Regions from separate parts of the Mus musculus genome. Here regions 1, 2, 3, 5, 6 and 7 are each linked to region 4. The links are chromatin contacts, called in public HiChIP or PLAC-seq and promoter capture Hi-C maps. All regions are on one chromosome and are shown on one strand. The core of a region is the stretch at or near the end of the contact, and the rest is flanking DNA. Distances in the headings are between cores, read along the strand shown. Region 1 holds the start of Cmtm4 (CKLF-like MARVEL transmembrane domain containing 4). Region 2 holds the start of Nae1 (NEDD8 activating enzyme E1 subunit 1). Region 3 holds the start of 4933405L10Rik (RIKEN cDNA 4933405L10 gene). Region 4 holds the start of Cbfb (core binding factor beta). Region 5 holds the start of Pdp2 (pyruvate dehyrogenase phosphatase catalytic subunit 2). Region 6 holds the start of Dync1li2 (dynein, cytoplasmic 1 light intermediate chain 2). Region 7 holds the start of Terb1 (telomere repeat binding bouquet formation protein 1).

The links. Promoter capture Hi-C pulls out the DNA fragments that hold promoters and counts their contacts. HiChIP or PLAC-seq counts read pairs in DNA pulled down with a chosen protein or histone mark.
Region 1: a promoter capture Hi-C map of stem cell-derived epiblast-like cells shows a contact between it and region 4, with 2.9 times the contacts expected there. The contact joins the promoter of Cmtm4 here to the promoter of Cbfb in region 4. A contact is called at or near these places in 7 of 39 promoter capture datasets (the 3T3-L1 cell line, cranial neural crest, hippocampal neurons and 3 more) and 2 of 484 Hi-C or Micro-C datasets (both in embryonic stem cells).
Region 2: an H3K4me3 HiChIP or PLAC-seq map of bone marrow-derived macrophages shows a contact between it and region 4, with 8 times the contacts expected there. The contact joins the promoter of Nae1 here to the promoter of Cbfb in region 4. A contact is called at or near these places in 3 of 39 promoter capture datasets (the 3T3-L1 cell line, cranial neural crest and hippocampal neurons), 3 of 484 Hi-C or Micro-C datasets (all in embryonic stem cells), 5 of 115 datasets of contacts at active chromatin or transcription factors (astrocytes, bone marrow-derived macrophages, effector CD8 T cells and 2 more) and 2 of 9 other capture datasets (adipose tissue and liver).
Region 3: a contact with region 4 is called in a promoter capture Hi-C map of pre-B cells, with 3 times the contacts expected there. The contact joins the promoter of 4933405L10Rik here to the promoter of Cbfb in region 4. A contact is called at or near these places in 3 of 39 promoter capture datasets (liver, pre-B cells and stem cell-derived epiblast-like cells) and 1 of 9 other capture datasets (pancreatic islet).
Region 5: a promoter capture Hi-C map of stem cell-derived epiblast-like cells shows a contact between it and region 4, with 2.2 times the contacts expected there. The contact joins the promoter of Pdp2 here to the promoter of Cbfb in region 4. A contact is called at or near these places in 20 of 39 promoter capture datasets (the 3T3-L1 cell line, 3T3-L1-derived adipocytes, the C10 cell line and 11 more), 2 of 15 datasets of contacts at CTCF or cohesin (embryonic stem cells and pro-B cells), 5 of 484 Hi-C or Micro-C datasets (CD4 T cells, cardiomyocytes, embryonic stem cells and 2 more), 16 of 115 datasets of contacts at active chromatin or transcription factors (the 230-238 cell line, bone marrow-derived macrophages, cardiomyocytes and 9 more) and 2 of 9 other capture datasets (embryonic stem cells and liver).
Region 6: a contact with region 4 is called in a promoter capture Hi-C map of stem cell-derived epiblast-like cells, with 3 times the contacts expected there. The contact joins the promoter of Dync1li2 here to the promoter of Cbfb in region 4. A contact is called at or near these places in 7 of 39 promoter capture datasets (the C10 cell line, cranial neural crest, frontonasal cranial neural crest and 4 more), 3 of 484 Hi-C or Micro-C datasets (CD4 T cells, embryonic stem cells and muscle stem cells) and 2 of 115 datasets of contacts at active chromatin or transcription factors (bone marrow-derived dendritic cells and pancreatic cancer cells).
Region 7: a FOXA1 HiChIP or PLAC-seq map of pancreatic cancer cells shows a contact between it and region 4. The contact joins the promoter of Terb1 here to the promoter of Cbfb in region 4. A contact is called at or near these places in 5 of 39 promoter capture datasets (cranial neural crest, hippocampal neurons, liver and 2 more), 1 of 484 Hi-C or Micro-C datasets (embryonic stem cells) and 2 of 115 datasets of contacts at active chromatin or transcription factors (embryonic forebrain and pancreatic cancer cells).

Annotation. Positions count from the first base shown.
Region 1 is chr8:104,393,687-104,397,324 of GRCm38.p6, forward strand. It overlaps Cmtm4 (CKLF-like MARVEL transmembrane domain containing 4), which reads right to left and starts at 2,121. Exons shown (of 4, transcript NM_153582.5): 1 at 1,765-2,121. The coding sequence starts at 1,950.
Region 2 is chr8:104,532,245-104,536,102 of GRCm38.p6, forward strand. Nae1 (NEDD8 activating enzyme E1 subunit 1) reads right to left here and starts at 2,393. Exons shown (of 20, transcript NM_144931.3): 1 at 2,268-2,393. The coding sequence starts at 2,320. It also overlaps a transcript of Car7 not described here.
Region 3 is chr8:105,706,719-105,710,305 of GRCm38.p6, forward strand. 4933405L10Rik (RIKEN cDNA 4933405L10 gene) reads left to right here and starts at 1,571. Exons shown (of 4, transcript NM_027655.2): 1 at 1,571-1,797; 2 at 2,078-2,295; 3 at 2,682-2,866; 4 at 2,943-3,527. The coding sequence starts at 1,714. The coding sequence ends at 3,379. Enkd1 (enkurin domain containing 1) reads right to left here and starts at 1,490. Exons shown (of 8, transcript NM_198299.2): 1 at 1,439-1,490; 2 at 1,106-1,205; 3 at 831-1,025; 4 at 1-20. The coding sequence starts at 1,190.
Region 4 is chr8:105,168,086-105,172,175 of GRCm38.p6, forward strand. It overlaps Cbfb (core binding factor beta), which reads left to right and starts at 2,589. Exons shown (of 6, transcript NM_001161458.1): 1 at 2,589-2,968; 2 at 3,221-3,307. The coding sequence starts at 2,891.
Region 5 is chr8:104,589,959-104,593,755 of GRCm38.p6, forward strand. Pdp2 (pyruvate dehyrogenase phosphatase catalytic subunit 2) reads left to right here and starts at 1,514. Exons shown (of 2, transcript NM_001024606.2): 1 at 1,514-1,637; 2 at 3,522-3,797. The coding sequence starts at 3,563.
Region 6 is chr8:104,441,723-104,445,461 of GRCm38.p6, forward strand. It overlaps Dync1li2 (dynein, cytoplasmic 1 light intermediate chain 2), which reads right to left and starts at 1,325. Exons shown (of 13, transcript NM_001013380.2): 1 at 973-1,325; 2 at 752-825. The coding sequence starts at 1,079.
Region 7 is chr8:104,507,576-104,511,190 of GRCm38.p6, forward strand. Terb1 (telomere repeat binding bouquet formation protein 1) reads right to left here and starts at 2,312. Exons shown (of 20, transcript NM_180958.3): 1 at 2,227-2,312; 2 at 1,692-1,798; 3 at 215-271. The coding sequence starts at 245. It overlaps Nae1 (NEDD8 activating enzyme E1 subunit 1), which reads right to left. Exons shown (of 20, transcript NM_144931.3): 20 at 3,453-3,615. The coding sequence ends at 3,583. It overlaps Gm22148 (a small nuclear RNA gene), which reads left to right and starts at 327; the gene lies at 327-433.

The DNA.
Region 1 (3,638 bases), core at 871-3,370, 770 kb before region 4:
TGCCACATCACTCAAGTGACCATCTCTTCACTTGCCAGTACACAATCCACAGTAGACACTCGGCAACTAGGAAAGCTTTTAAAGGCTGGCCCCTAAAGTCCTTCCACATGGAAAGTAAGGATGACCACACAACCACACCTCCCCAAAGGAGGAAGCATGGCTGGCTCCGGCTCCAGCTCCAGCTCCTGCAGACAGCCAAGTCCCAGCAGTGAGCGGCTAATGTTCTGTACAAACCACTCCATCTCCATCCTGAGAGGCAAGTTAAGAGTTGTCCTTACTTTCAAAGGCCTGCTAAGTAAACTAAGAAGGTCCCTGACCAGGCCCTGGAGTCCACCTTCTGGCTCCAAGTTCAGCCCTGCCCTTTTCTTACTTCTGATTATCTACACCGCACTCAAACATTAGCTAGCTAGCTCTTTTAAAAAAAGGATTACGTATCGCTCCCACACCGACATTCTCTCTGCTAATAGCAATGGCTAACAGAAGCTTGGTATCCCTGAGAACATTCCAGATTCCTGGATTAAGAGTGTTTTAAAATGTAAAGATAGGGAACTTGCTCCACTTATTTCTCACTAATGCCCTTTAAAACTAGGCATCAGAAGACCAAGCCTTCCGCAGAGAAGAGAGGAAACTCTCCATGAGTCTACAACCTACAAACACAGGGACCTTTATTTAAAGGGTGTCCACATATGGTATTTCTCCCAAGAAAGATTAACGTATGCACTCAGTTAATAAGCCGAACAGGCCTGCCGCTCCCAGAAGGAAAATGCAAATATGTTGCAGTTCTGTGCAAAGGGCTTCTCTGTCAGGGTGACAAGTCTATAAAGTTTTGAGGCCTCGGTGAAAGGCTACCTGTGACAGAGAATAGGAGGAATACAAAGGTTTTTTTTTTAAACTGGACTGTGCCCAGTCCACCACAAAGATAAACTACACTGCCCAAAGGGACCTGCTACAAAACCACAAAACCGAAACAGAACCCACAAGCCCCTGAACCAAACACTCTGGGGGGTCGCGGGGGGGGGGGGACCCACCAAGAAATGTGCTCTCGAATGCCTAAGTCCAACAGAAAGTTCCCCGTATCTGTCACCTCCCAAACTGGCCGCCCTCCCAGAGTGACTTAACTCTGGGTACCAATTTGGGCAGTCCCAAGAAGCCACCACCAGTGCTGAGACTACAGGATGCTATGAAGGAAGCCAACGTCCGCAGTAAAGACTGGAGGCTTTGTGGGTAGATCTGGACTCCCCCACTGCATCTGGGCTACACGCCTCCATTCAACAAATATTTATTGAGCATCCACCATCTGCTGGGCACCCTGCTAGGCGCCAGGGAGGAAACCATGCCACAGCCCCCGGCCTCTGTTAGCAGAGAACCGTCTGGGGGTTACGCGAGCCGGAAAACCTGCTACAAGTTGCTAAGCACAGTAGTAGCCAGGCGATGGCACGGCCCTCGCAACCGGCTCTGCGCACCAACCTCTTGTCGATGAAGCAGGGAGGGCACAGGTAGGCCCCGGAGCAGGTGTGCAGGCACCAGGCACCCCTGAGGCTTCGGAGCTGCAAAAGGCAGACTCCGGCCGAGGGCGCGGTCCCCAGAGGAGCAGGGACTGCAGCCCAAGGACCTCGGAGTACGGAGTGCGCGGAGCGGGGACCGCGCAGCCCGAACCCGACTCTGGTCGGCCGGGCCTTCCCCCGCGGCCGGGTGCGGGTAAAGAAGGCGCGGGCTAGGCCGCCGACCCGCCCGCTCGTACCTGGAGCCCCGCCCGGCACCTACCACTTGGGCGACCTTGAGGCGGCCGAGCGCGCCGCGCAGGTAGTCCGGGTCGCAGCGCAGGCCGGCCAGCCCGCGGCGCTGGCTCACCGGCTCGGTGGTGGGTTGGTACGGGCTGCTGGCGCCCGAGATCATGGAGGTGCTCGAGGCCTCGCCCTCGAAGCCGTCCAGCTCCTCGCCGCCCCGCATGCTGCCGCCCCGCGCGGCCGGTTCCCCCGGCGCCTGGAGCGGGCAGGCTCAGAGCGGCCGCCGCATCGCCGTCGCCAGACCACCCCACCGCCGCCGCCTCTGCGCCCGCCGCCCGCTGCGGCCGCGGCTCGGTCCGCTGGGGCTCGGCTCCCGCCGCCTCGGCAGCGGAAAGGGAGGGAGGCGGGAGCGGGCGCCGAGGGAAGGAGGCGGGAGCCGCGCGCCGGCCCGGAGGGGGCGGAGACTGCGGCCGGCGCGGGGAGGGGCGGGGCGCTGAGGGCTGGGGGCGGGGGGTCGTGGGGGAGAGGAGGGGCGTTGCAGGTTGGGGCGGGGCCGGTGAGGAGCCTTAGTCACGCCCCCACCACGCCCTCACCTGCTGGGCGTCTGGCCCAGACTCCGGGGTGGTCGCCGGCGGCCCTTGCAAGGAAAGGCCCAGACCAAAAGAGGGAAAAAGGGTGGAGAGAATGGAGACTGACCAAAGAGTCACAAAGCTGTTTTCTCTGCCCGCAGCCTTAGAGCCTGCTTTAGAGAAAGTGGGATCGTCTGCAGGTTTAAGTGTGTGTGTTCCCACGCTGGGCACACTGAGACAACCCTATTCTGTGTCAGAGGTACAGCCTGTGAGGGGGTGGGGGAGGTCGGGGTTAATGGAGCCCGCAGAATCCACACAACCCCAGTGTCAATTTGGGATCCAGCATGCTGGCATAGGAGAAATATATGAGCACACAGTAGGTGCTTGGCAACTAATATCAGTTCCCTATCCTGGCTGAGAAAAGTTTTGCTACCTCTAAGCATCAAGCTAGGCGACACTCAAATTTTGCCCTGGAGGCATTAATTATAGACCAATTTGTCATTCAAGTGTGAAGACTAATTTTAAGCTTAAGTAAAACACTAACTTTCTAAGAATTGTCACTTTGACACTGAACCTTTCAGCACCCTGAATACAGATCTGTTCCGGTCCTTGAGGAAGGCACCAAATGAAGTGTTATAATCATTACTATTTTACACAAGTGGAGACAAAGCTTTCAGAGTAGAAGTGGCTTGTCCAAGGGCACCAAATATTCAATGAGTAGAACACAAGGTCTATTTCCAAAGCTGAAAGGATACCAGCTTCAATATTTATATTATTTGACTTACTAAATATTTTGAGGGGGGGGGGACACTTACTGTAAGCTAAGCAATATGCTAAGAATTGAGGACAGGGATGTTGAGAAGTCTCAGTGGGTAAGAGTGTTTGCCACCAAATCTGACCACCTTTGTTTAGTTCCTGTGACCCATGGGTGAAAGAAGAGAGCCAGTCCTTACAAGCTGTCCTCTGGCCTCCAAAAGCACACACCAGAGTCCTGCCACCCCAAGGACAAATGTTAATAGCTTTTTTAAAAACTTGAAGACAGCCGGGCAGTGGTGGCACACGCCTTTAATCCCAGCAGTTGGGAGGCAGAGGCAGGCGGATTTCTGAGTTCGAGGCCAGCCTGGTCTACAGAGTGAGTTCCAGGACAGCCAGGGCTACACAGAGAAACCCTGTCTCAAAAAAACAAAACAATAAATCCTTGAAGACAAACTCTACTCTCTCTTAAAACCCTCCTGAAATGGCAGCTACAAAGGTCTATTGATACCCCAGGGACAATGAGTAGGAACGGAGACAAAGGATAGAACACTAGATGCTGGAGAGAAATGTGCACACAGCAACTGAT
Region 2 (3,858 bases), core at 1,143-3,642, 640 kb before region 4:
AACCAACCAACAATCTACTATTTTCTTTTCAGAATGGGAAATAATGGGGAAGCCCAAATTATTTGAAAATGCCATTGCCATACGGGTACTATCAGATGCCCGGGGACTTAAAAAAAAAAGACTTTGACACTCCTTCCATGTCACCAATATAAACAAAGCTTATCACAACAAACTGCACCACTTGATTTTCCATTTACTGAGCATCCAGTCTTCACTTTAAAGGGTCCCAGACCACACTGCTGGCACAGGGCTTTGCCTAGAGGAACTGATCACTCAAGGGCTGGCAAATGGAGAAACAAGCTTGGGAAAAAAATCAGAGAGACCAGAAAGACTTTTTCTCTTCCCAGGAAATGGGACACAGTCTTATCTGAGTACTAAGTGGTTGGACAGTTGAAGAATAAGCCTAAGAGTACATCTTCAAGATTCAGCAAGAAAATGTTCTTGCTGGCCTGAGAGGCGGGCCTTGGTCCCTGGCTATTACCTGCCGACCCAACTTTGTTTCTGCTTCCTTCTGACCTGCCTACAGCAAAAAGCAGTTCTTGTTTTGACAGATAAAATGCAGCCCTTTAAGGAATAACTCAGTAAGAATCCTCTTCCAGTCCCTAGGAACATTAAGTATCTTCTCAGCTTTGTTGCCTTCCCTTCTACCTCCACCCAAACACAGAACTACGAGTCCACAAGAACTCAGAGTAGTTACAAGGGCTCTGCTACCTTGTTTCTCTCTCTAGAAGCTTGGGACAAAGGATGAGTCTGAAAAAGCCAGGTGGCCCCAAGCTGGAAACATGTCTAACTCTGGGCAAATTAACCTAACTTTTACAAGACTTAGTTTCCCTATCCAGTATCAAAGACCGTCTGCCTTCAAGGATTCTCAGAACTAAGTACCTACGTCTCTGGGAGAGTAAGAGCTAGGTAGTCAATACAAAGAGAAACCTCCATCCTTAGGGACACAGGGTAAGTTCTCTTGAGATTAAGAGAGGCGAGGGGATGGCAACACTTTGATACACTTAGCTGACACAGAGTATACTCAATAAGAAAGGAAGAAGGTGGGAAGAGACAAGGAAGGAGAAATAGCTAAAGAATCCACCGGATGGTTTAGATGTGCCCTGTCCAAATGGTTTCTGAGTACTAGAAATGCAGCTGGCATGAATTAAGACATTTTTAAAATGTGTATGATACCTGATTTATAAGACTCTGTGAACAACAACAACAAAAATAGCTTGGTAATTTTAACAATAATTACGTTGAAATTGTAATGTTTTGGAATACTAGGTTAGATAAACACTGTCAAATTTGATTCTGGGATTGGGGAATGTAGCTCAATTTGGCAAGCAGGCATGATGTCCAGAGTTCCAGCCTCAATACTTCATAAACCGGGTGTAATAGTCCACACTTATAATCTCAGCTGTTGGGGAAAAAGAGGCAGAAGGATTGCATCAAGTCTGAGCGCAGTCTGCTCTACATTGCAAGTCCAGGCGGCCACTCAAAGGTAAAAGACAAAAAAAAAAAAAAAAAGGGGTGGGGTGGGGGAGCAAAAACTTATTTTTGAGTCTGGCTGGGCAGTGAGCATCTTCAATCTCAGCACTTGAGACCTGGGACGTAGGCGCTTGAGTTCAAGACTGGCCTACTTAAGACCATGTCTCTATATAAACGAGAGGGGTGGGGAGAACTAGTAGCAAAACTTATTTTCCTGTCTCTTTATTCTCCCGGTTCCCAAGGTCTTCCAATGGAGGCCAGGCTGGCTTTCAGTTTCCGATCCACCTGCCTCTGCTTCTCAAGTCCTTGGGATTACCATGTCTAGCTTCTTTTAACTTTATTTGAAAGGTGCCTACTGGAAAATGTGTAATTACGAACACGGTTTGCTCCGATAAAGCTAGCATGACGCATTTCTATTGGCCAGCGCGGGCGTAGACCAATACCTGCCGGGGCGCAGCGCTCGGCGGTCGGGCAGGATGGGGTGCTCCCACCCCCCTCGTTTAGCGAACGAGTAGGGAGGGCCTGCCGAGACTGTGCAGCCCAGTGGGTTGGCGGAGACACCGCGCACCGCAAACCGCGGACAGCCAGCCGTGCGGGAAGGGGCGAGCCGGCCTTCGCCGAACACTCGGGCCAGTGGCCGGATCCCAGAGCGCCGGCTCCCCACGCCCTGCACGGCCGGCCGCAGCCGCAGGCCCGTGGGAGGCCGGCCTACCCGGCCTAGGCACTTAGGCCCCGCGGGTGTCAGGAGAGCCCGCCAGCCTGGCCGGCTTGCTCACTCGTAAACCCCGGCTCACCTCAGCTGCCGGTCGTACTTTTGCTCCTTGAGTATCTTCCCTGGCTGCGCCATGGCCGCGCCTGGCCCGCGAACAGCAAAGCCGCCTAAGGAGGCCGCCACCCACTCGGCCTCACGCAGGCGCACTAAGCGCCCTCCTCCAGCGCGCAGCCAGTAGGGGGCGCCGACGCTGCACTGCGCACGCGTCACTGGGAAGCCGGGGGAAACCTGAGGTTGAGTTCCACAGAATGTTTCTCTCTCTCTACCTGCAGTAATTGTGGAGAACTCCGACTTTTAAATCGAGTGATAATCCTTATCACTGATAAACCTTAGTCCTCTTCTGGGTGAGTTCACCGTTCCTGAGACTCCTCCAAGAGGAACAATACACCAGCATACTTGTATATAGTATTCTATATAGAGAAGCTACCCTGATGGGTAGACAGAGGGGCCCCACCCCACGGCTTCCCTCCAAGAATTGTTCCCCGTGGTGACGCAAGGGAAAGGGGGTTTTGAACGAGATGAAACGGCATCAGGAGACAAATGAGAAGTGGACTTGGGGGACGGGAGGGTGTCTGAGAAGCAGCCAGAGTTGCCTGTGAAGCCCATGAACAAGGAGGAAATTAAAGCTATCATCGATTCATGTGACACAGGATGACTGTCCCTTGGTGGCCGATGCTAAGGAAGGAGCTTATGAGCAAGTTGAGGACAAGAGGGAAGAAGAGGCTTGCTGACAAGTAAGAATTGCTTTCCTCTATCCCAAATCCTAGAGGAGTCTCCAGATTCATGATTGCCAGATGCACTTGCACGTCCTGAGATTATTATCCCAGCACATGATGAGTGTACATCCACACATAAAATCCTTCCAGCCTTGTGGGGTGAGGGACCAAAGAGACGGCTCCATTTGACAGTAATATTGCAGTGCTAACAAATGCACTTCCCCTGGGCACAGTGTTAGGACACAAGGTGAGGGGACACCCTGCTGTGACCTCCCTCCCCCAACCCCTATGGAACCCAACTGATGGGAGAAAAGGGGCGTTAGGCGTTCCCAGCTCATTATGTGCTTGTGCATGTCTGTCAGTTGTCACATTCCCTCTCCAGTTAGACAGGTGAAACGTGAGCGATATAAAATACACCCAGGGAATGTGAGAAGGTCAAAAGTGAAAGTGAAAGTTCACTACATAGCCTTGCATACACCTTGGCCCCAGGAAAGGAAAGATGGACAAATGTAATTGGAAACAACAACATCAGGGGCCGAGGGTGCTGTACTGCCTGCGACTGTGTGATTTTGAGAAGCATTCAGTTGTTAGTAAGTGGACAAGGATACCTCAGAGCATGCACTTCTTACAACTTTTTAATGTTTATTGATTGGTGTGTGTGCAAGAATGCCATCATGCACTCGTGGAGGACAGAGGACCATTTGCAGAAGTCACTTCTCGTCCTCTTCAACACAGGTTCGAGGGATAAGCCCAAATCTTCCAGCTTGCTGAGCCATCTTGCCACCTCTCCTTTGAGGAAAACTTATTCTTAAATGTATGTGTGAGGTTGTGAAATATTCACTGTGGGAACTGAACTTGGATCCTCCGCAGAACAAGTGCTCTTAATTGCTGAGCCTT
Region 3 (3,587 bases), core at 321-2,820, 540 kb after region 4:
ATGGTCCTTTGGATTCTTCCCTGGAAGGGTGCAGGGAGGAATATTGCTAGGGACAGCCCTACCAAATGGCCATGCACCTCGGACTAGATCGAATATAGATTCACACCCTACCCTTGGCAGAAAGACCTCTCAGACAATCTGGGAGATGTCTGGTAGAAGAGAGGCCCTGGGTTCACACACACATACACACACATTTTTAAATACAACCAAGGCCTCTTCATGGAAGTTAGACATCATACCCACAGCACAGTTATCAGCTTATTCCCTTCCACAGTCACCCTCCTGGTTATCTTCTACATTTTATGATTTAGCATACCATTAATCACCGTGTATATTATACACATGGCCTGTCTTGTTCATTGCCTCCAACTGTGACTCCCATACTCCCCCCGCCAATTTTTTTTAAATTCACACATCCCAATTGTAGCCCCTCTACTCCCAGTCCTGCCTGTGCCAAATCCCCCCCCCCCCATTACCCCTTTCTCTTCTCCTCAGAGAAGGGGAAGCCTCCCTTGGATACTACCCTACCCTGGGACGACTCCCATACTTTTTAACCCCGTTTTCCTAACAGCTACAGGGTTTGGCACAAAGTAGGCACTAAGTAAACAATGCTCCATCAAGGTGTGAAAGCTTGAAGCGAGGGCTTTCTGCAGAAGGATAGACTCTGATCCTGCCAGGAGGTATTGTATTTTGCCCTTCTTTTATGCTAGAGAAACTAAGACCCAGAAAAGAACATTAACTGCATGGGCTCAAGGCAATTAAGAAGCACCCTATTTTAATCTCTGCTTTTGACCTAAGAATGCCTCAATACCCCGTCTGCAAGGACTTACTCTTAGGAGAGACCCCCGAACCGAGGGAGATGCACCCCAGTTGCAGCAGCACGTCCCCCACGCCTCGCTGGCCACGCTCTAGGATCTCTCGGGCTTCAGGCCTGATGCGAGGGCCACGAGGAGGACTGGAGTCCAGGTCCCGACCTGAAGTCAGCAGGTCCAGCTTCAACGCGTTTCCTTCCAGGCGTCCTTGGGCTGAGGAGCAAGACGCGGTGGAAAGCCGTGCTCAGGGGTGGGGCGGGGTACTCGCCCCGCCGAGGCACCCCGCAACTCACCCGAGGCCGGCCGCCGGTAGTAGTCCGGGCAGAGAGTGGGGTCTGGGGGGATGGGTCCAGAGATGCGGGACGGGCCCTCGCACATGATCCTACCGCAGCCCTGCAACAGTGCACCAGGGCCTGTTGCGCTGCGCAACTTTCCCCTCTAATCCCTGTCGGGTGCTTCCACCCTCCACCCGAGCCCTGCATCCCCGCGGTAGCCCCCATCACCGAGCCCCACCCCTCGACGACCGCCCGTCTCTAGGCGCAGACTGTACCACCGCCCCGCGACTAGCCCACTGCCCAGAGGGGTTCGCCGCCCCTCCCCCGCCAAGCCCCAGCGAGGGCTCTCACTGGAGCAGTTTTACCGCCAACTGTTGCAAGCCGGTAGGAGTTGCTGTTGCTTGGCAACAAATGGCTTCCTGAGGTCAGGGGTCAAATGACTAAGGCGAACAGCCTTCTGGGGTTTGTAGTTCCAGATGAGGAGTGATTCTAAGTCTCGGGTCTCAACAGGAGCCTTACCTCTCAACCTGTCTCCCCTACCAGCACTGAGTACCAGTCCAGCCCCGCTCTGGGCCTGAGGTTTTCTCTGATCAACTGTCGAGGGATGCACTGATTCCTCATAGCCTATGGCCTCAGAAGGGGCCAAGAGGCAGCCAGAAACCCAGAATGGGGCAGCAGTAGGGTTAGCCCAGGTTGCAGAGAGCCTTGAGGTGACTTGGGCATTTCAAAGCTCGGGAGATGGAGGGGTAGGGCAGGAGAGGTGGGACTCTAGGTAACCCAACCCTCTAACTGCCAGGCCAAGCCCTACAAGTAGAGAGGCCTAAGCTGGTTACCTTCATATTTTGTGGCCAATATGTAGTTAGGAGACACCACCACCCCCCCAACCAAGGGAGATGTACTCCAATTGCAGCAGCTTTGGGCTTTGAATAACTGATCCCCACAATACTTTGCCTGGCCATCGGCTCCCAATGACCTATGTGTATCTTCTAGTGTCCAGGAACAGAAGAGTGTCTGGTGCCGGCACATGAGACCTGCAGGAGCCCAGGCGAAGACAAGTGTCCCGTGGGGCACAGCTTAGAGCCAGAGCTCCAGGAGGAAGGAATAAAGGTGGGAGAGGAAGGGCTCAATGCAGGGGTGGAAGCAGGAGAGGAGAGAGGACCCAAGCCTACGTCATCCATCGTGAGACCAGCTCATGGGCCCAAGAGAAAGTGAGAGGGCTTTCGGAGGGAAGGGCTGGGAAGGTGGGTCTTATGCCCGGAGATTCCTAAATCCCCATTCCTTCAAGGCAGAGATTCTTGTCTTTGACCAATACCCCTCACTCCCAACTCTAGAACTTGGGGGCTGGGGGGTTGGTATGGATTTGGGACTTCTAGATCTTGCAAGGAGACTGAGCTACCATAAATGCTGAGCCTCTACTGGGCTTGGAGCTTCACTGTCTAAGAAATGGACAGCTAACTAGCTCTAGTGGACAGGCAGGGGTAAGCCCTAGGCTCAAGATATAGGAACCAAAGACTGAAGCCTGCCTCTTTCAGGCCTCTTGTCCCAGGTTTGGGTTCCCCAGCCCTCCCAGGGCCAAGCACCATGTCCATCCTAGGTCAGAAGTTGAGCTGCCACCGGGGGTGCTGCAGAAGAAGGAGGAGCCAGAAGGCAGCCACAGTGAATCCTCACTGTCCTCGAAACAGCACAAAAAAGCCAAGAAACGCAAGAGTGGCGGGGCTCCTGTGCCGCCCGCTGTGGCCAGCGCATCCGCACCCGCCGCCGAGACCTTGGGGTTGGAGCGTGAGTGGCAGTCCCTGGGCTCTTCTCTTGTTTTCTTTGTCTTCTGAGGCTGACATGGCACAGCCTGGTGTTCTAGCCTTTGCTCTGCCTTGGGTTCTTGCAGGAAAAGCCCAGCGCCTGCGGCCACTGTACCAATACATCAACTACTGCAACCCAGAGCTGAATCAGGAGGAGGACGGGGACAGGGAGCCCGAGGTAGAGCCTGAGGCCGAGTTAGCACTGGTTCCCGAGGAGCCGGGCGTGGAACAGCTGCAGCTGCAGACCTTGCTGCCCGTGGCAGGTGAGCTGGGCTTAGGCCTTGCTTTACCCTGCCCTAATCCGTTAGTGCCACTGACCCATAATCTTCCTCCTCTGGTAGAGGAGGTTGGAGAGGAGCCTGGGGGTCTGTCTAGTCTGAGGGTGAGTGGCAGCCTCAAGGCTGAGGTGGATAAGACGACGCAAGTGGATATCGACAAGATGTTGAGTGTCTGTGCTGCCCCTCTTGTGCCCCCTCTATCCCCTCAGTACAAGTGACCATCTAGCCACTGAGAATACCCCTGGTCTAGGCCTAAACCATGGCTCTAAGTCCATCGGCCTAAGCCATCAGGTGGAGGAAGGAATTTTAGTCTTTGTCTACACTTGAGAATTTGCGCTCACTGAAAATAAACATTTCCCCCCTTTTAGAATGTGATTCTTCAAATATGATGCCTGCATTGGGAAAGAGGTTGGGGAGCAGGGAGGA
Region 4 (4,090 bases), core at 1,339-3,838:
TTAGGTGACTAAGAGAGCCTTTGAGAATTAAGAGTGAAGGGAAAGGAGAAACAGAAGTGGGTTCTTACAGTCTGGGTGATGTTCATTTGTGCCTGTCTGTCTTTGGTTTGTTTATTTGAAATAGGTGACCTCTTTCAGTTTTAAGTTTGTTGGAATAGGGTTTCTGTCCCTTGAAATTGAAACAGGGCTGAGCAGGGCTGGCAAGAGAGCTGAGCAAGCTAAAGAGAGCTTGCTGTGTGAGAGCCCGATGACCTGAGTTCAATTCCTGGGAGTTAAGGTGGCAAGAGACAACTGACTCCACAAAGTCGTCCTCTGAACTCTCCATACAAGCCACTGCATGTGTGCCCGCATACAAACACTATACCCGTGTGTGTGCATGCACGGGCACACATATACACAAACATTAAAAATAAATAAATAAATGAAGCCATGCAGTGGTGGTACACACCTTTAGTCCCAGCACTTGGGAGGCAGAGGCAGGTGGGTCCCTGAGTTCCAGGCCAGCCTGGTGGACAGAGTAAATTCCAGGACAGCTAGCATTACACAGAGGAAACCCTGTCTCAAAAAACCAAAAATAATAGATAAATAAATGAATGACTAAGTGAAAAGATGGTAAAATAGCTGAAGATCCATCGATAGAAGTTGTTGGCATCCATTCATGCACCTAATCTGTTCTATAGGCTTGGGGTGGGATGGAGGGTGCCTGCCCCAAGAAGGAGATAATTCCATATTTGCTAATGGAAGGAGTATGTCTTTTAAAACCATCAACCTAATCACCTCCTTCCTCCTTTTTTGATTCTCTTTTTTGGCACAGGTCCTCGGCTCAAGAAATCTTCCCACCTCGGTGGCCAAAGTCGCTGGCACTGTAAGTACGTGCTGCTTACAAATTTCACTGCTAAAACCCCTGACCATGAAGGCTGGGACTGCAGCTCAGTGGTAAAGCGCTTGATGAGGTGAATCCCTGGGTTTGAACTGCACCGCCTAGACTGTGGTGGTTTGAGTGAGAAATGGCCCTCCCGTAGGCTCAGATGTTAGAATACTTAATCCCCTGTGATGGCACTGTTGAGGTGTGGCCTTGCTGGAGGAAATGTGTCCCCAGGGCCATCTTTGAGGTTTCAAAGCCACTGGCATTCCTAAATCTTATTCTGCTTTCTGATTAAAGATGTGAGCCCTCAGTTTCCTGCCTCTGTCACCATGCTCCACCGTTCAGGGATTCTAACCCTCTGGAGTGGTAAGCTCACACAAACTCTTCTTATAACGTGCCTTGGACATGGTGTTTTATCATGGCAGTATGTTTTACTCAAAACACACACACACACACACACACACACACACACACACACACACCACTCCCACCAACAAACCTTTAATTTTGGGTAATCAACTCTCCAGACTTCAGTTAAGATGATTAACCCTCCTAGTTTGTTAGGGACTGAGCAGCTTCAGAAGGCTTGGGGGGCGGGGGGAGGTCATTGCTAAAAATGAGAGCTGTCTATGGCAAACTAGGACAGTTCCTTACCCACGTTTAGGTCCCTATCTAATAAATGAGATTGGGCTGGACTAGCAGTGAAATTCTGCCAAAATCTGTATTCAAGCAGGCATTAACAACTGACCTCAGAACTGATTCCAGTGACTTATGAGTATCTTTTCACAATCCTTAGCATCTGGCCAGCTGCTGCCAAGAGTTGGCACTTACCTGCCATCCTTGAACTGAACTTTTAACAAACTGCGATTTTTAAGGATCAGAGTTTATTGAGGGTCAGCTTTAGCTCAAGCTCTGCTGCAAACCCCGAGTCTGGTTTTCTTCTGCTCTGGTAAGTTCTCTAGAACTTGCAGATCTTGGATTTTTTTTTTTTTTTCTTGTTTGATTGCACATTTGGGTAAAAATATGGACTGGCAACCGGTTACATATAATTAAGATAGTTTTCCTTTAAATGATGTGCTAGATCTACATAAACACTCTCCTACTAACGCCATGAACTTATGAGTGTGCATTTTAGAAATTACTAATCTGAGACTTACTGGTCTGGTACTTGTCTAAACCTTGTCTGCAGGCAGAGCTACACGGAATCCTAAGGCCAACCCCGTTTCAATAGCCACCACCTTTTTACACCATGATTTGGTTAGATGCTTACTTCCACCTTTCAGTGCACAGTCCACATCCCTCCCTGTATGCAAAGTCCTCTAAGATTTAGGTTTCCTTGAATTCAAGTGGCCCTTCTGGGGGTGACTCTGCGTGGCTGGCTGGGGAGCCAAGAAGTTCCAGATCGCTCACAAAGGGCCAAAAAAAAAAAAAAAAAGGTCTGCGGGTCCGCTTCTAGTTGCTAAGAGAGGGGCGGATCCCTTCTGGGCGGGTTGTTCGCAGAGAAGCCCGCGGACAGGCAAGGGGAAGTGCTGAGGAAGGAGCAGGGTTTCACTGCAACCCAGCGGCCCCGCAAGCGGGTGGGTGGCGCATGCGCGGCGCGGGTCGTGGAGTTGTGAATGGTGCGTCTTGTTTGCTAGAGTTTGAGGCGGGCGGGCGCGCGAGGAGGAGAAGGAGGAGGAGGAGGGGTGGGGCCGGCGCGGGGCGGGAGAGCGAGGAGGGCGGCGAGAGGAAGTGGCGGCCGCAGCCGGGGGAGGCTGGAAGCTGTGTCTGCGCGGGCGGGCGGGAGGGAGGACGGCCGGCAACGGCTGAGGCGGGCGGCGGTAGCGTGGGTTGGGCTCCAAGCACACGGCCGCACCTCAGCCTCCCTGGAGCGGGAGGCCACGCGGGCGGGCTCCTGAAACAAAGAGAAGCGGGAGTCCGGGTGCCGCGGGTGGGCGGTCAAGGCGGTCAGCACCGGAGCCCGCCAGCGGGTGCCCGCGCGAGCCTGGGGAGCGCGGCCGGCCGGCGCGGCCTGAGGGCGGGAAGATGCCGCGCGTCGTCCCGGACCAGAGGAGCAAGTTCGAGAACGAGGAGTTCTTCAGGAAGCTGAGCCGCGAGTGCGAGGTGAGGCGGTTGGGGAGGCGCGGAGGCCTCGGCGCGCCCCGAGTGGGCCCGGGGAGGAGAAAAGTTTGAGCGGCTCGGTTGCCGGGAAGCCCCCGGGACGGCGCGCCGGCCGAGGGGGAATCTCGCCCCGGCAAGCAGTCCGCCCACAGGCTCTGCTTGCCCTTATCGGAGCCGCGGGGAGCGGGCGGGCGGGCCGGCGGGTGCCGCCGCGGATTTGACTCCTGATTTCGGGGCCGTCTCTCTGCCTTGCAGATTAAGTACACGGGCTTCAGGGACCGGCCCCACGAGGAGCGCCAGACACGCTTCCAGAACGCCTGCCGCGACGGTCGCTCGGAGATCGTAAGTCGCCGGGGAGGGACCCCCCCACCCTACCCCCGGTGCGCGCGGGGAGGCCGCGGGGACCCAGGCGCGCGCCAGTCACTTGTTGCGCGCGGCCCCGGGCGTGTTCCGGACGGCGCCGCGGACGCTGCGGCTCCCGGAACTGAGCCGGGGGCGCAGGCTCACTTCCTTAGTCCGGATTCGAAAAGCAAGAAAGAGGCAGATGCTGGCGGGGCGGCTCGGCTCGGCCCTCGGGCGGACCCGCCTTCTCCTTGGCCCGCCGCGATGGTTCGGTTCGTGGGATGGTTTGCGTGTCCTAGTGCCGGCTCGGCAATCCGAGCGGAGCTCCAACCGGAGCTTGGCGGAGGTTGTCGCCTAGGCTGTGACCTCCGCCAGACATCGGGGTGCTTGTAGGAAGGATACAGCCCTACGTGTAAAGAATCATTGGAGGGGGATCAGCGATAGGCTTGTTTCTGAGAAGCGAGATTGGTAAATCTATATGAGAAGCTATCTCCCAGTACAGCCGAGAGTAAATCTATTCCACTTATCTGTTGTCCTAATAGAAGAGAGAGACTGTCCTAATAGAAGAGAGAGACGAGAGAAAGGGCCCCAGTGGATGAACAATTTTCTTTTCTTAAAATGTTAAGAATCCGAAAGAAATCTATATTTTCCTTTTTCTAACCTCGATGTGCCTGTCTGAGTATTGGAGTTGCTAAAGAATTGCCTGGTGCTACACAGACAAATCCCATAGTTCATCTAGAGGTTCCTGTTTTATATTTGAAGACTGCTATGGACTCGGCAAGT
Region 5 (3,797 bases), core at 264-2,763, 580 kb before region 4:
GGGTGCAGACCTATATAACACCCTCAGGGCTACTTCTGAGGCTGAGGCAGGAGGACATAAGTTCAAGATTGACTTTGACAACTTAGTGAGAATCTGTCTCAAGGCATAAAAAGGGGAAGGGGTAGGGTAGGATGGGAGGGGAGAGGGGGACAGGGTAGAGTAACGAAGATCTATCTATGATAGTGTTTGATAGTATTCAGGAGGCTCTAGGTTCAATCCTCAGTATCACAAAACCAAAGCAAAACCCAGAACAAAAACAGGGATTTAGCAAACGCCTTTAATCCCAGAATTTGGGAGGCAGAAGTAGGTGGATCTTTGTACATTGGAGACCAGCCGGTTCTACATAGCTAGTTCTAGACCAGCTAGGGCTACCTAGTGAGATGCTACCTCAAAAACACAAATAAAACAAAACACTCCCAAGCAACCACCTCCTTGAGAGGCCTGAGGCCCAGTAAGGGGACACATCACAGAAATACAGCAGGAACACTTTTACCTCAGACGTGACTTTGGGTAAACCAGCTTGCCTTTCTTTCCAGAGACAGCACTCTCAGACCTTTCTGCTATCTCTTATCTCTCTTTGACTTCAAGAAAGGACTCTACTGACTCACACATTATAAGGTGAAGACCAGACTCAGCTATTGTTAGGACCAGAAGGCAAGGAGGGAAAGCTCTGGACCTCTCTGGTTCTGGCTCTCCCAAGCTACCAACAAGTAAAGGTGCGGCTAACATCACTTGTCGCTAAGAGGCCAATGTAATTGAGAATTCAAAATGGTGGTTAGTAAGGAGCCAATGAACTCTTTAGATCAGAAATGTGAGTATTAGAAGGTTCCTTCTAGCTGTTTGTAAAGGAAGGAAAATCGGTTGGGACTAAGTGTAATTTGGAAGTAGGGGGCCTTAAAGGCTTTGGAGTCTGGCATTGGCAAATGGATGGGTGGGAAGGGACTTAGGAGGTGGGAATGACAGGATTAAAGTGTGTGACAGTAAGGGAAGCATCAAATTGACCCTGGTGTTTGGACTTGGGTCTTCTGGGGCCGGCGAAGCCATTGCTGGTTTAGGAAGAAAAGCAGGTTTGACTGGAAGATAAGGTCAGGGCAAGTAGAACCTAGAGTGTCCATAAAGCCTTCAAGATAGGTGTCCAAAGATAATAAAGATGTGGCACTTTGGAGAGAGGCTTGGAGGGAACGGAACAAAACCCGGGAGGAATCTATGTGAGAATGAACTGTAAAGAACTGGAGAGGTCTCTTGGTTCTGGCTTTGCAGGGTGTGGTGATAAGGGAAGCTTGGGGAAGAGCCCCACGTGACGACCTACTGGCGCAGCGGCTGCACAAAAGCCACGGGTAACCCCAGGGGGTAGAGTGCAGGGTGGCCCCTCCCGGCCCCGCCCCTCTGCCTTCCTTTTGCCCTCCTCATCCATTGGGTAATCTCAATGTCCGTCAAGGGCCCGCCTCCAAGGATAAGCCAATCAGGAATGGCGGGAGGGATATTTCTTTTGGTGCTGGTTCCTCGACTGGGGGCCTCTCCAGGGAAGTAAAACCCAGTCGCAGCAACCGCGGAACTGTGCTCAGGACCAGAGTGAGCCGAGAGGATCCGCCGAGTGCCAGCGGCGCCAGCTGGGGAGGAGAGGACGAGGATACGAGGTAAGGAAGGGGACGATTCGGGGTGCGGACGCCTTCCCTAGCCTAGTTTACGGGTACCTCAGGTGATGGGGCGGAGAGGGGGATGAGGTGAGAGGGCGGGACGAGCTGGCCCCTGGTCATGGTCACCCCACTCGCGCGCACGCGCCACGTGGGCCCGCGCACTGGTGGAGGAGACGACTGCTTAGCCGGTTCTCTGCACCAGCTTCCTTAGTACTGGAGCACCGGTGAGCTGGACGTCGCAACTGGATTCTTACACCTTGGAAAGCCAAGGCTCAGCCACTAAACGGGGGCTGGGATTTCTTAGAGCCTTGCGGTCCAGCCAAGAAATCAAGAGACTTGGTTTCTTTAGGGGTGCTAAATTCTTTCTGTCCCATTGGAGGCGAATGGTTTTCATTGCGCACAGCTGCCTGTCCTTTCTGCAGGGTCAAGGGGCGTCTGAGGCCATCTGCCCCTGTCCGACCTCATCTGTCCCAAGTTCAGCGGGATGGGTATTGGCTTTGGGAAATCGGTTTGACAGTGCGTTTATACCCTTTGACCTACTGGTTTTGGAAATAAGTAAGGGAAAGGTGACTGCAAATGCCATGTAATTTGGTACCAGGTTAGTGGAAACAAGCTCCAAGTCACCAGTAGTTGTGAATGTTTATGCCAAAAACCATAAATAGTACTATCACTGAAAACATTGCCTTTAATAGGAAATCATGTTCACAGTAGTTGGCCCAATGATATAAAAATCTGTACAGAATGTATCCCAAGGACAAAAATAGTGGCTCCCTCCTTTTGTTGATTTTTGAGACAGTTTCTCTGTGTACCTGGTCTCAAATTCTGCCTGCCTTTTCCTTCTAAGTGCTGGGATTAAAGGCGTGCACCCACACTCCCAGTTTCAACCCCCCCCCCCCATTCCCATGGGCTTACTTTGTCAAGCAAAGTAACAGTCTGCAATGTAGATCAGGCTGGCTTTGAACTCACAGATCAGCTTGCCTCTTCACCTTTGCTTCCGGAATTCTGGAATTAAAGGCGTGATAGCACTGTGACGGCTCAGAAGTGTCGTATTTTATTAAGTCTTTACAGAACGTTGTGAAATCTTGACATGGTGCACACACTTTTAATCTCATGAGGTATTGAGAACGTCAGAGCAGGCAGATCTCTGATTTTGAGGACAGCTTGACCTACACAGTGAATTTCATGCTGGCCAGGGTGACAAAGTAAGACCTTGTCTCAAAACAAAACAACAATGACCAATACAAATTACACAGGAATTCTGTGAGACCAGCAACTGATGGCTAATTCTAGCTACCCTGGAATCTGAGGCAGGAGGATCTAAAGTTCAAGGCTAAGTGTGAAAGAGGGCTGGGGATGTAGCTCAGTGGTAGATCAAATAGAAGAGACCTTGTGTTCAGTCCCCAGTGATGAATAAAACAACAATAATAAAACAAAACCTAACCACGTATTGCCGGTGAGACACAGTATGCTAAGTAGCTAGAGTCAGTGGGGCTTCAAAAACACCATATCGAGATAATATTGATGATATTTATATATAATATATTAATGTAATATATATAATGTATACCAGGTACAGGCCTGGACTCAGGACAGCCGCTAGTCAGCAGCTACATGACTGGAATTCATGGGGTAGGTAGATTCCTTGGGGGAACAGATACAAAAGGGAAAACTTAAATACTGCAAGGGAGACTGAACAAAGGACGTAGATAGTAGGCTCTGGCCTGAGGAACGGTTTAGAAAGGAAAAGGAGGCACAAGTTGGCTGGCAGGAAGGCCGGAAGCTCTCTATAAAATCAGAGAGCGCATTAGCAAAAGTGATGTTCTAGCAGTTTAGTATTTTTAATAACTTGAACTTTGAAGCTTTTATAAACTCTTGAAATTTCAGGCTGAAAAAACACTCCACCTCCACCTGCCACTTGTTTCAGAATGTCAAGTACTGTGTCCTACTGGATCTTCAATTCTGCAAGGAATCGTATTGCTCTTTTACGAGGTGGGAGACGCCTATACTCAAGGGCTGCCACGAGTAGGAACCTGCTGAAGTGGAGGCCCTTTTCTCCGGCATTGGCATCATCAGCCCTCAAGTGTGGTTCTCCACCTGGTGGCTTTGCCCTGCGGAAAGCCTACAGACACACATCAACCGAGGAAGAGGATTTCCACCTAC
Region 6 (3,739 bases), core at 75-2,574, 730 kb before region 4:
CAAGCGCTCTCTCAACACATCAAGCAGTGTGATGCGCCCACAGCAGTCTGCTCTTGACATGAGAGATGCGATGCAACCACGCACACATCTGCCTCGGCTCCACTGGGATTCTTTCAGGGTGTCTAAGACTGTCTGTACTGTCCCACTGCTCAGCCCTCATTTCCTACTCTACAAACAGCATTGCAGGTGAACGCATATAATCCCTTTCATTTGAAGGAGATAACTGAAGCCAGAGAGGTTAAATGACTGACTGGGCAACCCAGCAGTGAGGGCAGGATTTATGCAAGAAAGTTCCTGGGGCTGACTCCCAAGCTCTGCTGCCTGCCCATGAAGACTGAAGAAAAGACTTCGTCCATCTCCTCAGTTTCCCAGTCCAGGTCACCTACTTCCCTCATCTTCTCCATCCAGCCTGCACATCCTCTTTTTCCTTCCTCCACATCCTCAACTTGGTGAGCACAAGGCTAACCGATGAACCGAGTCAAGGCTGAAGAAGGCTCAGCCAAAAGACTGAAGGAATGTGCCCCAATGCCCCAAGCCCACATCACATCACTGGACTCCAAACGGAGCTGCATTCTAGGGGGTCAGTAGAGGTGTGGGCTTGGAGACTCAGCAGCTACCCTGCCAGAGTCCAGGGTGCCCTCCCAGGCAGGCAAGCGACAAGCAGGCGCTAAGGGTGGAGAAGCCTGGGAACCAGTGGGAGGGGCGCCGCCTGACCCACCCCTGCGCCCCAGGGCAGTACCCCGCTGCTCACCGAACACCAGAATGTTTTTGCCGGACGGCAGCTTGGACCTGGCACGGGTGGACACTTCGCTCAAGATCGAAGACCTGCGGCGACAATGACAAGAGTGGTCAGCGCGGGACCGCCTAGGACCGCTCGGCCCACGACTGCCCATCAATGTCTGCCCACGGTCCTGCCCGCTCCGGCCCGCTCCCGGTCCGGCCGCGCCATCTGCGGCTCTATACGCTCCTCACCATAGACTCTGGCCTTCCTCCTCTTCACTTGTCAGGTCGCCGGCGGCCGCCACTGCGGGCCCGTTGGGACCCAGCAGCAGCTTCTTCTCCACCCCCACCGGCGCCATCTTGCCAACTGCAGCCACAAAGAGGGCCCTCCCCCGGGCCCGCCGAGGACCCGCAAGGACCCCGGCCGGGCCGCGCTGCCCGCCCGCAACGCCGCAGAAGCTCCGTTATCCAGCGCGTCCCGACGGGCCCGCGGTGTCCTCGTGCGTCTGCGGGACGTGGGATCGCCGCAGCTAGGGACGTTGCTGGGTCAGGCAGCCAGCCGGACAGCCTTACGCGGGAGGTGGAGCCGCGGACGCCACCAGACCGAGAGCGCGCTGGCGACCCCTGCAGGGCAGCCTCTGATGCGGCAAGTCCAAGCTTTGGAATGAACTCAAGCTAGACAACCATATTTATAAAGCGATCTCATTGAATCTTGTTTAATTCTTAATAAGTGAGGTGAGGAAACTACAGCTCAGAAGTTTAAAAGAAAATGGGCCAAACATGAACGAAGATCCACAAAAAAATGACTGGACATAGATATTTGCATGTCCTGTCATACCAGCAATGGGCAGCTGGTGGGGGCGGGGAGGGGGGGAGGGGGAGGGATCAGAAGTCTTAGACTACTTGGTAAGTTTAAGTTGAGCATGAGCTATGTGAGAGCCTACTTCAAAAAAATTAATTTTAAAATGGTTGCACATGGTGTCACACGCCTTTAATCCCAGCATTCAGGAGGCAGAGGCGGGAGGAACTCTATACATTTGAAGCCATCCTGGTCTACATAGCAAGTTCGAGGGTAGCCAGGGCTACATAGTGAGACCCTGTGTGCCGGCTAGTTTTGTGTGTCAATTAGAGTCATCAGGGAAGAAGGAAGCTCAATTGAAGAAATGCCATTGTGGGTGGTGCCATGCCTGGGCTGGCTGAGCAAGCCAGTAAGCAGCACCCCTCCATGGCCTCTGCATCGGTTCCTGCCCCCAGGTTTTAGCCCTGCTTGAGACCCTGTCCTGACTTCCTCCAATGATGGATTATGATCTGGAAGGGTAAGATGAAATAAACTCTTTCCTTCCCAACTTGCTTTTGGTCATGGTATTTCATCACAGCACTAACCCTAAGATACCCTGTCTCAAAACAGCCCCAAGACCCAGTTCTAGAGGTGGTATCCTGCCACTTCCAGTCATTACTCTTTTAGTTTTACTTTTATTAAATGTGTATAGGTGCTTTGTCTGCTTGCATATCTGTCCACTATGTGTATGCAATGCCTGTGGAGGGCAGAAGAGAGTGTCTGAACCCCTTGTAACTGGGATTACAGATGGTTGTGAGCTGCCCTGTGGGTACTGGGAATTGAACCCAGGTCCTTTGGAAGAGTAGTTAATGCTCTTAACCGCTGAGCCATCTCTCCAGCCATGTTTCTTCAACTATTATATGGCTTAATTTTCAGGATGCTCATTGAAAGTTTATCACAAATCCTCAGAATGTTGTTTTTCATCTCCTCCTTTGTAGACTTTATTAAACTGTGAATGATTTTTACCACCACAGTTAACAATACTTTTGGCTTTGCTTTACCAATTTTATTGTTGTTGTTGTTGTTTGAGACAGGGTTTCTCTGTGTAGCCCTTGCTGTCTTCGAACTTACTCTGTAGGCCAGGCTGGCCTTGAACTCGGAGATCCACCTGCCTCTGCCTTTGGAGGGCTAGGAGTGCCCCCACTGCCCTGCAAGGTTTCTGTTTTTTTTGCTTTTTTAAATCCTATTTTTCAGAGAGTCAATATTTCACAGCAGAACAAGCAGCTGTGACTGCTTTTCTTGAGTGGAGAAGGTAGTGGGGAGACTGGATGTAAAAGGGGAGAAGTAATGGAGAAAAGAAAGACAGGTTTGTGCTGATCAGGGGTAACTTTAGGTATGGCCTTTTGCTGTTCTCTAAGGAAGCAGGGTAACTTTACAAGGTGTTGATAAATACCATAAGGAAATGTGATATGGCAGGAAAAGCAATCACTTAAGTAGGTTTCAGTTGAAAAATACAGTGATTCTGGTTCAGCTAAAAATTAGCAGCATAAATTAAAGGATGCAACAATGGGCATGTAGTTTGCCAACTTGAATGTAAACTGGAAAAAGGAAAATGGGAGGGAAGAGCAAGCAAGATTGGAAGTCATAACAGGACACTAGAGTTGAACACTCTGGGCCAGTGAGCTAAATCCCCACCAGGACCACCAGCCCAGGGATGGTAGCACCCACAATGGGCTGGGCTCTTCCCCATAGATCATTGAGAAAATGCCCTACAGCTGGATCTTATGGAGGTATTTCCTCTAGGGAGGCTCCTTCCTCTCTGATGACTCTAATTGAACACAAATTCTCTAATGTGACCTGTTCCAAAACGAGAAGATAGATAGCACCAGATACAAATGCATATAGTAGCTTTCTTTTCTTGCCAGAATATCAGGGGGGAGGATGGTGCAGACATAGGGAATGCAAATCTCAACAGAGAATTTGACAATTCATAACAAAAGAAGGTTAAAAATAAAGGCTGGGTGATAGCACTGATGCTTGTTAAAGCCACCCAGTGTGGTGGCACAAGTCTAAAACCTTAGCACTGGGGAGGCCGAGAGAGGGAGAGCTTGAATTCAAGGCCAGTCTGGTCTGCATGAGACCACGTCTGAACAAAGAGGAGGTTGGCCTGAGGTGGAGAGGAGGCTGGCCTGAGATGGAGAGGAGGGGCTACCAGAGATGCTAGAGCCTGTCACAGGCAAT
Region 7 (3,615 bases), core at 1,062-3,561, 660 kb before region 4:
TGTCCTCTCAGAATAATGTCAGAACATATGTAAGTTGATGAATGATTCTTTTGTTTTCTAGATGTTTGTGATATATGTATGTGTGTGTGTGTGTATATATATATATATATATATATATATATATCTCACAAACATACATGCATGAATATACCCACAATTATACAACTATAAAATACATAAAACTAATGTAACTACATGTTTCATGGATTCTCACCTTGTGTTTTCTTTGGCTTCTCACTTTCCATGCTTGTCTTTTTCCCTTATATTTCATCTATAAGATAGGGCATTTTTAGTTAGATCAGCTTCTAAGAAATATTCTGGCCCATATGCTTGTTTCAACAGCACATATACTAAAATAGGAATGCTACAGAGAAGATTAGCACAGCTCCTTCATAGGAATGAGACACAAATTCATGAAGCAGTCCACTTGTTTAAAAAAATTTAAGGAATGAAATATTCTGGGCATGACGGTGCATGTCTGTAATATTCAGGCAGGAAAGGGAGTGGAAGAAGAGTCCTGAGTTTGAAGCCATTCTGAGCTACATTTAAAGTTCCAGAAAAGAAAGGGCAAGGGGCCGGGGGGGGGGGGGGGGGAGCAGGAGCTAAAAAAAAACTCTCTCAAAACCAACAAGCAAACAAACAAAACCCCTCACAAACTCAAGAGGGACAATCCCTGGGATCTACATTGTAAGCAAAAACAGACTCTCATTGGTTAACTTCTAACCACACATGTGCTAACCCGTACATGCATGCACATACATGTACATTCACATACACACACAAATAGATGTCATTAAAATAAATAAATAAATGTCATTTTCAAAAGGTTAAATAATTATAAAATGTCCCAGCACTTGGGAGGCAGAGGCAGGCAGGATTTCTGAGTTCAAGGCCAGCCTGGTCTACAGAATGAGTTCCAGGACAGCCTGGGCTACACAGAAAAACCCTGTCTCAGAAAAAAAAAAAAAATTACAAAATGATACTTAAAAATATAAAAATATTTTATATAATATTATAAAAATAGCTCACTTCCCAAGTCAAAAGTATGTTCCCACTCAAGCAATTACGAAATGTTTTCAGTAGTTTTGTGGGTACAAATCATCACTAACAATGAGATTGTAAATTTTTTTTACCCTGATCTCACGGGGCGGGGGTAAGTTTTTACATAACAGGACACACCATCCTTAAAGGGTTTACTTAATTTACTCTCCAAACCAACAAGGTCAGGTGCAAACGTTACTAGGAAGACTATTAGAGAACATAAATAAGAAAACTAGTTGATTAGTGTTCTGCACACCTCTTTCATCCTGGGTATGGGACTCAAGGTAGAGTCTATCATTAAACACTAGGTCAGCCCCTGAAATTCGCTACTCTAAAATTGGTCACATCAAAAGCTTTGTGGGGGGAAAAATTCTACATATCTCCCTTCCCCCAAGAGAGACAAAAATATCTTCCTGGGTGGGGCTGGCAGAGATGAAAATCCTAGCATTCACTTCCACTTGTAAGTTGTCCGTCCGCCTTGGAATCCTACACTGTGGAAGGCACCCTCTAACGGGAGCAGAAAGGCAAGCACGTAACGTGCACTATCAACTTTTCTGCTCCGAGTGTGACATAAGCCATTCAGGTCCCAGGGAATAGAGGGTCCCAGGAACCAGTTGCTGTACTGGATGGATAGGATATGGGGCGCACACCCTCACGGCTCGCCCGGGATTCCCAGCCTCCGGGTCCACCGTCTTTCCGTGGGTTATGGCTCCCTCGCTCTCGCTCCAGGCTCCGGAGGCCTGGCTCACCTAAAGAGCTGGAAGAAGGAACGCCTGTGAGGAGGGCAGGCAGGCCCACGACTTTCCTCTACTGCTCTCCGCGGGGCACCATGCACGCCTCCCGAGCCCGGCTCCGGCGGACCTCCCAGGAGCAATCGCCCAGTTCCCAGCGTCAGCTGCTGCTGGGCACGCGCTCCCGTCCTCTTCCTCCCAAACCGAATCCCCCGTGGGGGCCGCCGCTTTCCCCGCCCCGGGATCCCGGGGAGCAGCCCGGACGCACACAGCCGCCCGACTGGGCAGATGGGGACGACCTTTTCCCCCTCACAGGTCGTGGGCCTGGCGCCAGCTCAGGGAAGCCCCTGCCCTCAGCTCAATCCACCTCCTCAGGTGAGCCAGGGAAGCGGGCCACGCCCGCCACCACAGCTCCGCCCCAGGAGCCGACCACCGGAAGGCGGGAAGCCGAGACCTTGGCCTCTCCACCCTGGAACCCAGAGCCCCTGTCAGGCCCACACCAGCTCGTCCCTGTGGCAGCCTAGACCACGACGCCTGACTGGGTTTCCCACGCCCGCGCGCCAGCCAGGCTCACATCCGCTGGGCGGGACTTCCGGCCGCACACCTGTCCCACTGGGCTTAGCCCTTCGCAGCTGTAGAGCCATCAGTGGGCAGAAGGTGATCAGTGCGGGATGCCAGGTTTTAGATGGGAGAAAGTGACATGATGAGGGTAATATAACTTAGTATTTAGGACTTGCGTCTCGGAAGGGTCTTTGCTCCCTCCTTGACCTTGCCTGACGCCAGGCTTTCTTTGGTTGCACTGGGCATTCCGTTGACTGGACACCCTCCCTGGGTGAACTCCAAAATCCTTAGTTTTTGGTTCTGGCCAAGCCAGCTTCTCATTGAGTAGACCCAAGAGCCCAGAGCTCTGAGTCTTAAATGTGTTCAAGGTGTGCCCTATAATTTAGTCCTGTCATACGTCCCAACAGAACTCTTCCCATGGGAGTGTTGGGAGATGGAAGTACTGTCAGAGGGCAGTTCCTGCTCTGACAAAGTCACTTGATGACACAGCCAAGCAAGAATGATACAGGTTTTCAAGAAATAAAATCCCTATGAGCCCCCTCCCTCGCCTCTTGTCAGCTATAACCCAGGTTCTCACATAGGAGACTGCCTTTGAGAACTGTTCTATAGCAGGCAATTTAGGGCCTTAGGATAACGAATCACACACACACATTCGGCCTCCCAGTTTGGATTTCTAGTTTGTTACTTTTCCTCACCTTCAGGAACTTTCCTTCCCATCTAACAAGCTGCTAAATGCTATTATTCCAATATATTATTCAATAAAAAGAAATTTAGGGATGGGGCAAGCCCATAAAATTCAATACACAGGTATAGTGACAAACCTTTAGGTATATATAATGAATGACGACAGCACAAGGGAATGGTTTTGTCCTGATAAAGCTCCGAAATGCTTCTTTAAAAGTTCTACTTTAAATAAGTAATGATCTTAAAATGTCCACAGCTAAAATCCACATCTTAAGTTCATTAAGATAATTAATTTTTTACTCTTGTTAGTGAAACAGACATATCTACGATATGTAACTGTAAAATAGCAATCCAGCATTAACTAACTATACAAAGAGCTGGCTTTTGTTCTGTTTTCTCCCCATTCTCCCCACCATTCCAGACAACAAGACTATATTACAAATGAGAAAAACTTTTATTAAGGAAACAATTTAACTTCCGTCCTTTAACAGATTTTTACAAACCAAAGCACAATATGAAGACAATTACAGTTCCAACCATTAACATATTACACATGGTGCTTATTCTACAACTGGAAAGTTGCAGAAGTTTGTGACAT